2 separate regions of the Nomascus leucogenys genome follow, and region 1 is linked to region 2. A link is a contact called in public Hi-C data. All regions are on one chromosome and are shown on one strand. The core of a region is the stretch at or near the end of the contact, and the rest is flanking DNA. Distances in the headings are between cores, read along the strand shown. Region 1 holds the start of MORN1 (MORN repeat-containing protein 1). Region 2 holds the start of LOC115833043.

Region 1 (2,700 bases), core at 102-2,601, 210 kb before region 2:
CGGGAGCACTGAAGTCTGGGATGAAGTCCTCGGCCTGGCGTTCGGGAGCACTGACAGTCTGGCTCCCACCTTTCTCTTCACGTCCCCATCCCCAATTCCTCCGGGACTAAGAAAGCCCCCGGCTGCCGTGCACCAAGCTTCACGCCTCTGGTGTTGTTCAGTCCTCTGAAATGCCCTCCCAGACCCCGTCTCTTCCTTCTTCCCAAGACCACATTCCAGCCTGGGCTCCTCCCTCCTCTGGGCCTGACCATCTTACATCTCCACCTGGCTCTGACACACTGTAACCGCCGTCGCCGTCACCTCAGGCATACGGCAGAAGCCATGTGAGAGTCTGAATTACTAAGAACCCTTTATCCACTTACGGGGATAACTGCATCTTCCTGGGAAATGTCAACTCAACTAAAAATAAAGTGCTTCCAAGACTAGCGGCCAGTCTCTACTCTTCATAAAGGGAAAAGGGCGAAAGCCCACTGAAGGTACTTAGGCTGAAAGCAGCCCTCTGTGCTGTAAGACACCTGGCAGAGAAACGAACGATAACTTTATCAGTGGGGCCACAGACCAGTACTAAGTCAGCCTGGAGAATTTATGATTTTATTGCCTATTTAGAATACGATCAAAACCGATGTAACTAGTTTCCCTTCAGCCCGTCAGTAACGCCTTCACCCCAGAGCTTAACACTAAATCCTACAGATAAGCGCTGACCTGGACGCAGGATGGGGAGAGGGCACATTACTCTCGAATACAGCCCAACTCGCAGCGCTGTGGGGGCGGCGACTGCTCGCTTCCCCCAGATGCCCAGCAGGGGAAGCGGACGAGACGCGGCCCAGGTGGCTCGAGGGCTGCAGCCCCCGCCCGGCCCCTCTCCCGCTCCCCCGACCCTCGCAGGCCCCAGGGCTCGGCCGGCACCTCCAGGCCCCTCTCCACCGCACCCCCCAACACCCCGTCCCGGGCCCGGCCCCGAGGCGCGACCCGTACCCCTCAGGGCCGCGGGTCAGGAACACGGTCCCCGCGGCCACCCGGGCCCCGACGGCCCTCCCCGCCCGGCCCTCAGCGCGGCCCCGCCCGCCCGCGGCCTTGACAGCCCGGAAGGAGCGGAGGCGGCGCTGCCCGGCCGTTCCCGCGCCACGCAGCCCTTCCTGGCACCTCGCAGCTCCGCTACGGCCGAGCCGCGGTCTCCCTGACGGCCGCGGGAAGGAGGACGGCGGGGCAGGGGCGGCCGCAGGCGCTGCGCTCCGGCTCCGGGAAGCTGCAGCGAGCACTTCCGCTCCGTCCTCCGCGGCACCGCCTCCAGGGCCCCCAAGATGGCGCGAGGGCGGGGCCAAGGGCTCCAACCATTTCCGCTTCCTGCGCAGACGCGCAGGCCGTTGGCGGGCGGGCCTCTCGGCGGAAGAGACGACAGCGGCGGAAACGCGCACAGGCGCAGCTGCGTCCTCTGGCCCCGGGCCCGGCTAGCTTCGCTCCAGAGATTGCGCGGGCTCAGGGACTAGGCCCGTGGCCACACACCCCCCTTGCGACAAAGACCAATGGAAGCGGGCGTTGCTGGTCGCTAAGGGAACCCCCGGCGGCAAGATGGCGGCGGCTGGCGAGGGCACCCCGAGCTCCCGCGGGCCGCGCCGGGACCCACCGAGGCGGCCGCCCCGGGACGGTAACGACTGCGGGCCCCGGGCAGGTCGCCGGCAGCCCTGGGTTCCGTTCGGGGTGCGATCGCTCTACGCCTTCGACCCCCAAATGCTCACCTCTGAAAGTAGAGGTCCAGGTGCCGCGGCGGAGCCAGGGCCGCCCTCACATCCCCCACTCCCACAGGACTCGCCGTGCGCCTCCTCGGGCCCGGCTCGCACCTTTCCCCGAGCCCTCCTCCCGCAGCAGGCCAAGCCCTGCAGGGGGTCGCCCCCGCGGGCTCCAGCAGGGAAGACCGGGTTCCGGCGCAGCCTCACAGCCAGCCGGACCTGGGGTTGCCATGGGGATCCCGAAGCCCAGGACGTGGGGCGAGGGCAGGCGCAGGAGCAGCACCAAGCCTCCTGACTTCCTGGCCGGTGCGGTCCAGAAACGCTAGGACGCGTTTCAAAAGCAGTTTTTGCCTGTACTCCCAGCACTTTGGGAGGCCGAGGCGGGTGGATCGCCTGAGGTCAGGAGTTCGAGACCAGTGTGGCCAACATGGCGAAACCCCGTCTCTACTAAAAAAATACAAAAATTGGCCGGGCGTGGTGCCTTCTGTAGTTCCGGCTACTCGGGAGGCTGAGGCAGGAGAATCGCTTGAACCCAGGAAGTGGAGGTTGCAGTGAGCCGAGATCGCGCTACTGCACCCCAGCCTGGGCGACAGAGTAAGACTCAGTCTCAAAAAAAAAAAAAAAGATCAGGTTTTGATAGGCACTGTTTTTAGAATCAAATAAACGGGTCTGGAATGAACTCAGAACTAACACTAGTATCTTCAGGTAGAACCTGACCCTGATTTGGGACAGATAACAGTAGCCTGTGGTAACCCCCTGCCCTCCTCCCCGACATTTTCCCGTAAACTCTGCCCCCAAGATGTGCCTGGGGAACTGGTGGGGAGGGAGCCCTGCCCATTCCAGGAACTGCGGGAATTGGCGGGTGGCACATCCAGCAACTAGGAAGAGATGAAGCCGGTCAGGCCGTCCTTGGGTATGAGTGTGGATTTTCTCCCCAGGGATAGGAGGCCACTGAAGGGCCACAGCAGGGGAT
Region 2 (2,700 bases), core at 53-2,552:
CTCACTCTTTATCCCACTCCATTCACCCTCACTCCCTCTATCCCACTCCCTCACTCTCTATCCCACTCCATTTACCCTCACTCCCTCACTCTATCCCACTCCCATTCCCCCTCACTCCCTCTCTCTATCCCACTCCATTTACCCTCTCACTCCCTCTCTATCCCACTCCCATTTCCCCTCTCACTCCCTCACTCTATCCCACTCCCATTCACCCTCACACTCCCTCTATCCCACTCCCATTCCCCCTCTCACTCCCTCACTCTCTATCCCACTCCATTTACCCTCTCACTCCCTCTCTATCCCACTCCCAATTCGCCCTCTCACTCCCTCTCTATCCCACTCCCATTCGCCCTCTCTCTCCCTCACTCTCTATCCCACTCCCATTCACCCTCTCACTCCCTCACTCTATCCCACTCCATTTGCCCTCTCACTCCCTCTCTATCCCACTCCCATTTCGCCCTCTCGCTCCCTCACTCTCTATCCCACTCCCATTCACCCTCTCACCCCCTCACTCTCTATCCCACTCCATTTACCCTCACTCCCTCTATCCCACTCCCATTCGCCCTCTCCCTCCCTCACTCTCTATCCCACTCCCACTCCCATTCACCCTCTCACTCCCTCACTCTCTATCCCACTCCATTCACCCTCTCATTCCCTCACTCTCTTTTTTTTTTTATTTTTGAGACGGAGTCTCACTCTGTCGCCCAGGCTGGAGTGCAGTGGCGCAATCTCGGCTCACTGCAAGCTCCGCCTCCTGGGTTCACGCCATTCTCCTGCCTCAGCCTCTCTTTGAGTAGCTGGGACTACATGCGCCCACCACCACGCCCGGCTAATTTTTTTGTATTTTTAGTAGAGACGGGGTTTCACCGTGGTCTCGATCTCCTGACCTCATGATCCGCCCACCTCGGCCTCCCAAAGTGCTGGGATTACAAGCGTGAGCCACCGCGCCCGGCCATCACTCCGTCACTCTCTATCCCACTCCCATTCGCCCTCTCACTCCCTCAATCTCTGTCCCACTCCATTTACCTTCTCACTCCCTCACTCTCTAACCCACTCCCATTCACCCTCTCGCTCCCTCACTCTAACCCACTCCCATTCACCCTCTCGCTCCCTCTCTATCCAACTCCCATTCACCCTCTCTCCCTCGCTAACCCACTCCCATTCACTCATTCACTCACTCACTCTCTAGCCCACTTTTTTTTTGAGACGGAGTCTCGCTCTGTTGCCCAGGCTGGAGTGCAGTGGCGCGATCTCGGCTCACTGCAACCTCTGACTCCCTGGTTCAAGCTATTCTCCTGCCTCAGTCTCCTGAGTAGCTGGGACTACAGGCACACACCACCCTGCCCAGCTAATTTTGTTTTTTGTTTTGAGACAGAGACTGGCTCTGTCTCCCAGGCTGAAGTGCAGTGGCGCGATCTCAGCTCACTGCAAGCTCCACCTCCCAGGTTCACACCATTCTCCCACCTCAGCCTTCCGAGTAGCTGGGACTACAGGCATCCACCACGACGCCTGGCTCATTGTTTTTTTATTTTTAGTAGAGACGGGGTTTCACCGTGTTAGCCAGGATGGTCTCGATCTCCTGACCTCGTGATCCGCCCGCCTTGGCCTCCCAAAGTGCTGGGATTACAGGCATGAGCCACCACGCCCGGCCCTCTGTAGCCCACTCATTCACTCACTCCCTCGCTCTCTAACCCACTCCTGCTCACTCATTCACTGGCTCACTCTCTAACCCACTTTCCCTTTCTCATTCCCTTGCTTGTTCTCTAGCCCACCCTCACACACTCATTCACTGGCCCACCCCTTAGGTGTGTGCTCCTGTGCCAAGACTGAGATCCAGCTGTCACAACAGGCACCCACTGACCCCAGCCTCGTGGAGCCACCATTCACCAGGCTTGAGGGGAGGATGTCACATTGCCCTGCTCCCTTCAGTGCCAGCCAGGATAGGGCCGGGTGGGTGCAGCTGGTGAAAAGAAATGCGGCCCCCCAGCCACCCTCCGAGGCCCCCAGCCCCTGCAGACCAAGCCGAACAGCACAGCTCACAGGCGTATCACAGGGCACCCAGCAGCCGCCTTCCCTCCAGAAGAGCCAAGAAGGCTCCCAAGACCAGAAACGCCCCCAGTGTGGCCGTGCCTGTCCCCAGTGCCCCGCCGGCTGGGGGGCAGCATGCCCAAACAGATGCACCCTGCCCATGATGGCACCACAGGGACTCCCATTCTCAGGACCCTCCAGTCGTGCAAGCTGGAATTGACGGGTTTCTGCCTGTATAGGCATCAGCTTCGGAATCTCAGGTGCTGCTTGGCAGGAAAATGCACGGCAGGAGGGGCTGGGCCTTTGCTCGAGGCTCCTGGGCTCACCCCCCATTCTCCACTGCGGGGCCCAGGGTGGTCAAGAACAGCCACAACAACAACAAAAGCCAAACTGGGAACGGAATCATGGAAAAAACCCTCACAGGCTTTTGGGAACTTACAAAGAAATGCCCACATCCATTCTACTAACATGGCATCTACTAACGTAGCATCTACTAATGTGGCATCTACTAGGACGCCACAAAACAGACAAATCCTTCCACGTAAGGCTGGACACGTCAGGGCTGTGGCCGTCTCAAAGCTGGGCCACAGGCAGCATCCACGGCCAGTCCACTGGGTGGAGGAGACAGTGCTGGGGAGGAGCCTGAGGAGGGGCCAGGGCTGTCCCCTTAGG

What was found. Hi-C and Micro-C count contacts between places; a contact is called where the count stands out from the background.
Region 1: a contact with region 2 is called in a Hi-C map of an unstated tissue, with 3 times the contacts expected there. The contact joins the promoter of MORN1 here to the promoter of LOC115833043 in region 2. A contact is called at or near these places in 3 of 4 Hi-C or Micro-C datasets (a lymphoblastoid cell line and an unstated tissue).

What each region holds. Positions count from the first base shown.
Region 1 is chr24:3,407,198-3,409,897 of Asia_NLE_v1, reverse strand. It overlaps MORN1 (MORN repeat-containing protein 1), which reads left to right and starts at 1,351. Exons shown (of 14, transcript XM_030805374.1): 1 at 1,351-1,645. The coding sequence starts at 1,570. It overlaps RER1 (protein RER1), which reads right to left and starts at 1,333. Exons shown (of 7, transcript XM_030805382.1): 1 at 1,144-1,333.
Region 2 is chr24:3,199,631-3,202,330 of Asia_NLE_v1, reverse strand. It overlaps LOC115833043, which reads left to right and starts at 1,302. Exons shown (of 1, transcript XM_030805764.1): 1 at 1,302-2,700. The coding sequence starts at 2,164. All of the region lies in intron 16 of PRKCZ (protein kinase C zeta type), which reads right to left.